2 separate regions of the Cyprinus carpio genome follow, and region 1 is linked to region 2. The links are chromatin contacts, called in public Hi-C maps. All regions are on one chromosome and are shown on one strand. Each heading gives the region's core, a stretch centred on a gene start, on an enhancer-like site or on the middle of the called end of the contact. The rest is flanking DNA. Distances are from core to core; before and after follow the strand shown. Region 1 holds the start of LOC109080769 (mRNA decay activator protein ZFP36L2-B-like). Region 2 has its middle 31 kb from the start of LOC109098170.

Region 1 (3,799 bases), core at 541-3,040, 120 kb after region 2:
ACAAACAGATCCATCTCCCTCGAGATTAAAAAGTCTATTGCTGAGCCTGAACTATATATCTAACGGTAGACTCCTCTGCTATCGAGTCCACTACCAAAAAAAAAAAAAAGCGGATCAATCATCGGAAATCGACAGCCTGCTGAAGATGGGCAAACGCCTCCCGCCGTCCAGACTGGGAGACTCGGAGCCGCTGAGACTTCCGGAGGAGCTGAGCGAGCCGCTGGCGTAGCTCTCCCGGTCAGAGATGCTGTCGGGCGGGCTGGGGGGCGAGTCGAACACCGGCGACTCCGACAGGCGCTGGAGGGACTGCAAGTGGCCGAGGCCGTCGCCCATGTTGACCTGAAGGTTTCCGTAATAACTGTTGTGCGTGTGCACGGCCAGCGGCGCGAGCAGGGCTTTGAGGTCTTGGCCGGGGAAAGAGAAGGCACTGTTGCGGGTCGACGAGAGAACGTCTTCGTAGAAGTTAGTTGCGCAGGAGGAACCATTGGAGCACGGGGGAGGGGGGGTTCGGGACGTGGGGCTTTCGAGGAGGGGGGAGTCGAGTCCGTGGTGGTGGTGGCTGGAGAAACCCGAGAAGCTGAGGCTGTGGTGGAGTTTCGGTCGCTCCCTGAAGGCTCCCGCCGCCTGCTGCTGCCCGTAGCCGCACAGCGGCTCCCCCCGGGCGGACTTGGGGGACTCTCCCTGCATGCTGTTGGCGTTGCTCGGCGCTGGTCTGCGCTCGTCGGCGTTGTGGATGAAGTGGCAACGCGGGCCGTAAGGGCAGAAGCCGATGGTGTGGAAAGTGCGACATGGCTCGGTTTTGTACTTCGGGTGGCGAGACAGGCTTCTCAGCTCGTGGTAGCCGTGCGCGAACTGGCACTTCTCGCCGTACTTGCACGCTCCGTTTTCCTCGAAGGGCCTGCAGAGCTCCGTCTTGTAGCGGGTGGAGTTGATCTGCGAGCCCGGCTTCTGCTGCAGCACTTGCAGCTGCTGCTGGCCGCGGTCGCCGCTCTCGCTGTAGGCACGGTCGCGAAACTTGTTCTCCTTATTCATGATAGCGTTCTCCTTCATGCTGCTGAAGGAGCTGGCTGGGTACTTGTTGCAGTTCGTCATGGACTCCATGTTGCTGGTGGAGTTTCGGCGGAAGAATCCTGACGCGTACGAGTTGCAGTTGTTGCTGCTGCTGCTGGTGGAGGTTGTTACCGGGGCCCCGACAGCTTTCTTATCCAGCATGCTGTTAATGTGTATGGCGTTAATGTTGAGGCTCTTCTCCTGCTGTGCAGAGGAGAAACAAAGTTAAAACCAATGCAAAGTAGTTGCAAAACCATTTATGTACGTTACTTGTCTCAGCCATGCATGGATTCGTTACGGCTAAAACTTCTCGAATCGTCAAAAAGTCCAAGCAGAGATCATATGCAAGTAGTGTTTTGTTAAATCAGCAACGTACCTTGTACAGCATGTCGATGTCGTAGAAAGCGGACAGGATGGTCGCAGACATTTCTGTTTCTTCAGAAGAAGACAGTCGCAGATGATCTCTCATTTGAGGACCGACCTGGAGCCTTTGGATACCAAGGCGTTTAGTTTGCCACTGGCTTAGAGTTTGTGCAAGAGATGCGGAACAAAAAGAAAAAAGCCTAGTCTCAGATGTGTTCTGAAACTCAGAGAGGGAAGGCTGAGTTCCTCGTTGCGTTTTTGTTGTTAGTCTTCTCCCACCGCGCAGTGCCGAGCCAGAACAGTAAAGAGTCTGCTTTTCTCCGCACATATAAGCTTGGGGCAGCGCGTAAAGAGGAGGAGCTCGCAAACTCACTGCGAAAGTTGCATCAAAGCTACGCCCTGCTTTTACGAGTGTCGCCGGGACTATGCACCCCTCCTGAAGGCGCACATTCACTCTCACGGCAGCTCTCCAACACTGCACAACTTAAAAGATGAATTCAATACAATCAACATATATTTTTAAACCTAGAAAAGTTAATAAATGCTTCAAAAATAATATATAAATACTACCACATTATGTGTGGTTTTACAAATATACGTTTATTAAATATACGCATTATATTAACCCCATATTCGTATAGGAAAAGCACATGGCATCCCATTTAAACAAAATGTTAACAGTGAGGAAAACTGGTGGAAGAAACCTCTATCGCGCATACTCGCGCAGTGTTGACACTTGGCGTACACGAGACTCGTGCGCGCGCAAGACTGGTCGCTCTGATATCAGGAAATGTTTAGTGGGTGAGTGCGATTGCATAATCTAGACCGAGAGGCCAGTGTTTGAAGCTGTGCCAGGTCTGATGCATAGAGTGCGAAACTATGACACTTATCTGCATGTGAAGTTTTCCTCTGCTTATCTTTCCCTGTATAAATAAAGTCCACTTTAGCCTAGAAATGTGTTTTTAAATAAACAATGATGTACATTTGATAATTAATTCTCGTAGTTTTTTGCATTGTATCCTTAATTTAGAAAACACAGATATAAGTTTCAACACGTTGCAAGAAAATAAATATCAAATCCTTCAAGAAACTCAAACTCTCAACTCTAATAAAAACGACACAATACTGCCCCCTTACGGTGTCAATGCTTATCGTCGAAAAAAAGGGCTTGGGCGCCACCTACAGGCATATATATATATATATATATATATATATATTATATATATATATATATATAATATATATATATATATATATATATATATATATATATATATATATATATATATATATATAAAATTCACTTCACATTCCCTCGTTTTTTCCCCATTCCAGTTCCCATTGCATATCTCAGCAGTACTCTTGTCACATCTATACATAAATGAAAAAAAGAAAACAAAAAAACAAACAAAAAAAAAACTCCAGATCCTGGTGAGGGGAACAGCATGTGTGATTTTACCCACCCTGTGTGTGTGTGTGTGTGTGGGAGGAAAATGGCTGCTGACATTCCAAAACATTACATCATTTTACAGTTAAAAGGGAACATTGCTACTACAGCCCCTGAAGGCAGTCCAGCTGTCTACTTAGCAAACGGACACCAGACTATTTTGCTCTGATTGCATAACACACAGGAGGAGCAACCAAATAATTTAGTGTACTAAAAACAGTTTTGCTATGCATTAAAAATACAACAGCTTGCTCGTGTGAAAACGTCACACTGAAAACACAGCTGAGGAGAATAAAACCTCTCATATTCTCAGTATCGCAAACACACATTAGTGTATAAAAGTAATCCCAGTCAAATGAACATAATAAACTTTATTTGAATTAAAAAAGCTTGTGGTTATGCCTGCATGCAATTCAGCTCTCAAAGAGGAAAACCACTGTGAGATTAAAATAGGTTCATAATGCACCTCTCTTTTCATTTTCTGTATCTTTCACAGTCATCTAAGAAGATGTAAGTGTATCTAGAAGATTCTGAGCCAGTGACGTTCTCTCTTTCAGGAGCGATATCTTGGCATACTCGATGGGGGCTGAAGCCTGGGGCAGTGCAGAGAGGGCTTTCATTGAACGCTGAGCCGCCAGGTTATTGCTCTTTGCGATGACTGATAGTCGGTCCAGTTCTGCAGCGCCTACGCCAGGTGAATGTGTCACTTTTATGAAGGCAGAGAGGTGTCCGTGAAACATTCGTGCCCATAACAAAGGCTTGTCCCACAGGTTAAGATCTCCCTTCTCAAAGAAGACGTCCTCATCCTGGAAAAAAAAAAGAGAGAGAGAGAATACGAAGAACTTACATTCTTAAACTAGATTTTCTGAAGACAATGTGAGCAGGGCATTGAGAGTGGAGACAATGGGCACTTTAAGGGTGTTGCTATGTTTGCTAAGG
Region 2 (3,998 bases), core at 1,143-3,642:
ATGCCATTTAAGTCACATATGTGCTGTTGGAGGCTGGTGATAGACTATAGTGGAAGGGAGTAGTCGTTGGGTTTATTTCAGGCCTAATTGCGTAAGTTGTTTCATTGAAATTACACAATAAATCATGCCAAACTTGTCACAGATATTGCTAGACTTGCCTCAAGCATTTACATGGATACTGGGCTGTAAAAATGCTGTAAAAACAATTAGTTCTATTATCACTGGTTAATTACAATTTTGATTTATCATAAATATTAAGTTCCAGAAAAAAAGAAAAAAAAAAAGAGATTAGATTTTACAGCTTTAAAAAGAGAGCAAATTGAGACTTTTTACTCTGTTTCCTGATTCTCAGATTTTCTTCATGGGAAAAGACACTAGTTACCTCACACCTAGACTTTATGACTATACAATATACAGTCTATACAAAAAGCATTGTTATTGTCCATTATTAGTCAACTGTGGTTACAAGTTTCGTCTTTACCAACACAGTTCAACAATTCTGTGATTCTTGAATACATACAGTAGTTTTAACAAATTTTCACAAACAGAATTACAAAGTCTTGTGGCTGAAACTTCAGCTCTCAGTACATTCTTTATCTTTTATTCCATATGCATACAAATTTCATTCCACGTCTTTTAGTCTGTCTAGAGAATGAAAGCACCATTTATGAAGAGTGAGTTCTACACCGTCAAAACAACTTTCTTCAAACAACAAAGTTACTATGGCTTTGGGGAAATATTATACTTCATTTCTCAAATGTTGCATCATACTATGGTTTTTCAGCAGCAATTAATGTAATTGTAAAGGGGAAAAAACATAATAATAACAACCAGACTATTTAGTGGACTATTGTTTTGTTTGTCAGGTTAATGGCATAAACTGTTTCAAAAGAAATTATGAAAGATCTACCCACTAATTTTGCTGGTCCACAGTGGTTTATTAAACACTGTGTTTTAATGATTTGAACTGATTTTTTATTGTGGTAGTTGATACATATTTAAGATTTGCCTGCCTTTAAATGGCACATAAAAACAAAACAAACTGTGACTGGTTTGCTTTATGTAGGTCAACTTTGCTTTATGCAAGTTGGTCAAACGATTACTTTGTGTATAAGTTGGTGATCTTTGGCTGGAATAACTGGACCAGACTTTATATTGATAATCAGACATCTGACTGTGTAAAACTAAAAAAATGTCATGTGTCTCCTCTAGAGTTTTCACAAAAGATCTTAAAGATCTTATTTCTGGAAACAAAAGAAGTTATTTTTATCTAAATATTTAATACATATCTATACACTAAAGTCAACTGTTTTCTTATTTCTACTTTTTCTACTAATGTCTACTTTTATTTATCCAGTGGCGTTTTGGGCAGTCAAAAATGAACTGAATCATAACTTGGAACATCACCTGCCCTCCAGAGCAATGAAAGAGTAACCCTGAGCCATAATACTTTCCTATGGGAATGTGTTTCAGACACAAGTTGTGCTTTGCCTCAGTGTGATTGCAAGTATAATTAAATAGAGGCTTCTAAGAAAGTTCCCTGAAGTGTAGCGCATTAATATGAACTGACAAAAAATCAGTTCAGACTTGTTGTTGAACTAACAGTTTGTTGCCTGAAGGACAGGAACACGGCTTTAGATCGAAGGTTTAGGGGTGTGACAGACTCTCTCTCTCTCTCTCTCTCTCTCTCTCTCTCTCTCTCTCTCTCTCTCTCTCTCTCTCTCTCTCTCTCTCTCTTCCCGTTTCACTCCTGGCTTTCTCTTTTTCTCTTTTCAGTTGGATTAATGGCTTACAGCTGGTAGTGTTTAGCATCTGTAAGTGGTGTACAATATATAGTGTGTGTGTGTGTGTGTGTGTGTGTGTGTGTGTGTGTGTGTGTGTGTGTGTGTGTGTGTGTGTGTGTGTGTGTGTGTGTGTGTGTGTGTGTGTGTTTTGGGGAGGCGGGTTTGCAGGCTTGAACCAAAAGGAGTGTAAAAATGTATACGCCATTTCCTGTCCGCTCATGAATTGTACAGAATGTTCTTGGGTTCTGGCCAACACGTATAGAGGAAGAATCCCTCCCCCTTGACTCCCTGTATCTCTGCCTATCCTTCAATGGTAGTGATGAATCATTAGGTTTTGGCAGCCCAATGAGGGAACTTGTTACACTCAGATTAGGTAACCAAGGTTTATGAGTAGACACACACCAGACCTCGTATATAAAATGTATGTCGGGTGACCGCCTGACTCTCATGCCCCGATAAAGTGCATGTGTGGCATGTGGTTGTGTGTGAGAGAGCGCACGAGTGGCAACCACAGCTCAGGGTGGGGACGCTGTTCTCCATTCAATAACTGCACCGCATCCATCAATGCTGGGAAAACATGCTTTAATAACGGCCAGGCCCTGCTGCTGACCTGGACTGTTTGCGCTTTCAATCCATGGTTTATTTTCCCCCGCAGTGGAGCGCGGGGACCGTGCCAAGCTTACACTGGCCTGCGAAGACTGGCCGCGCTGGGCTGCCAGGTCTTACATAAGACCCCCAGGATGCACGGGTCTCCAGAGCCACTGGAGGAGACAGGGCATGACGGGGTTTTGTCTCTGAGGGGTGCAAGAGTGATTTGTGGCCGACTTTTTGCTTCTTTGTGTCAAAAGCATGTAAAGTGTGGAACTGGTGAAGAATAAGCGTGTGTGTGGGCATGTGCTGTTTTATGGTATTGGTATGGAAAGTTATTGTCATTGTGAACTACAGGATATTCTTGTAGGTAAAATATGGAAGAATTAGAGAGGAATCAGTATATTTTACTAGAAGGTGAATGATCGTACACACACACACAGACGTTATTATATTATATTATATTATATTATATTATATTATATTATATTATATTATATTATATTATATTATATTATATTATATTATCGTTCAAAAATTTGTGGTCAGTAAGGTTTTTTTTATTTCAAGAAATTAATACTTTGATTCAGCAAGGATGCATTAAAGTGACAGTAAAATCATTAATAATCTTACAAAAGATTTATATTTTAGATAAATGCTTTCTTTTGAATTCCCTTTCTTATCAAAGAAGTGATAAAGAAAAGTCACAGTTTTCAACACTGATAATAATAAGAAATGTTTATTGGGATGATAGTTATATTTATGTAACTTTTTCCTGTGAAATTGGAGTGATGATTGTGGTAATTATGCTTTAAATTGAGTTATTTAAATTTTAAAATATATTAAAACAGTAAAATTAACATTCTATTCTATTCTATTCTATTCTATTCTATTCTATTCTATTCTATTTTTATATTTTAAATTTTATTTTTGTTAAAATCATTAAAAAAACATTATTTTTTGTTGTTTTGTGTTTATGGTAAACATTCAGTATCACTATATGGCCATCTGATACCATCTGTACCTGGGTATCACCACAGTAAGGGTTTGCCTAGAATGTAAGAACACATGTAACAAGAGTCTGTGGGTCTAACTCATCAGTCCTAGCCCCTTCTGACCCTCCACACGTTTCACCTCTGTCTGTGACTATCAGCTGGTTTATTTGTTTTGGTGTTCTGTGTGTTCAGCAATCAGCATTGCTGCTGTAGTTGCTGATTGCCGTGTGTTAATGAGGTCAAGGTGGCAAACCCTGTTCTGTATGTGTGACATAAACAAATATAGTTACAATGGAAGGATTTATACAAGTCTGTCCTCCGCCTCACACACACACACACACACACACACACACACACACACACACACACACACACACACACACACACACACACACACAGCAACAATGAAGTAGCACTGCTCCAAATGTCTCAGTTTGTCTAATGCATCCTATCACTCATGTTTGTGTATGGTTTACTGATTAATGGTTCATAGGGGTGACATATCTTGGTTGCAAAAGTTCCTCAAAAACCATCACGTTAATGCTTTCCGGGTTCAGTTAGGACATGTATTACTCAAATATCCGTATCTAGACACTATTGCGCCTTCTTTTTTAGAGTTGTGTCAACTGTT

What was found. Hi-C and Micro-C count contacts between places; a contact is called where the count stands out from the background.
Region 1: a Hi-C map of skeletal muscle shows a contact between it and region 2, with 5 times the contacts expected there. The contact joins the promoter of LOC109080769 here to the enhancer-like site in region 2. A contact is called at or near these places in 3 of 8 Hi-C or Micro-C datasets (liver and skeletal muscle).

What each region holds. Positions count from the first base shown.
Region 1 is chrA13:7,186,866-7,190,664 of ASM1834038v1, forward strand. It overlaps LOC109080769 (mRNA decay activator protein ZFP36L2-B-like), which reads right to left and starts at 1,791. Exons shown (of 2, transcript XM_042768502.1): 1 at 1,427-1,791; 2 at 1-1,251. The coding sequence starts at 1,741. The coding sequence ends at 115. LOC122147188 (a long non-coding RNA gene) reads right to left here. Exons shown (of 10, transcript XR_006161470.1): 10 at 3,217-3,666.
Region 2 is chrA13:7,063,434-7,067,431 of ASM1834038v1, forward strand. No RefSeq gene overlaps it. Among protein-coding and RNA genes, the nearest start is that of LOC109098170, 31 kb to the left of the region's middle. Within about 2 kb of position 2,393, at least 1 of the 8 cell types and tissues checked has an H3K27ac peak or open chromatin away from gene starts, as enhancers often do. A contact at or near this core is called in skeletal muscle, where this site is marked.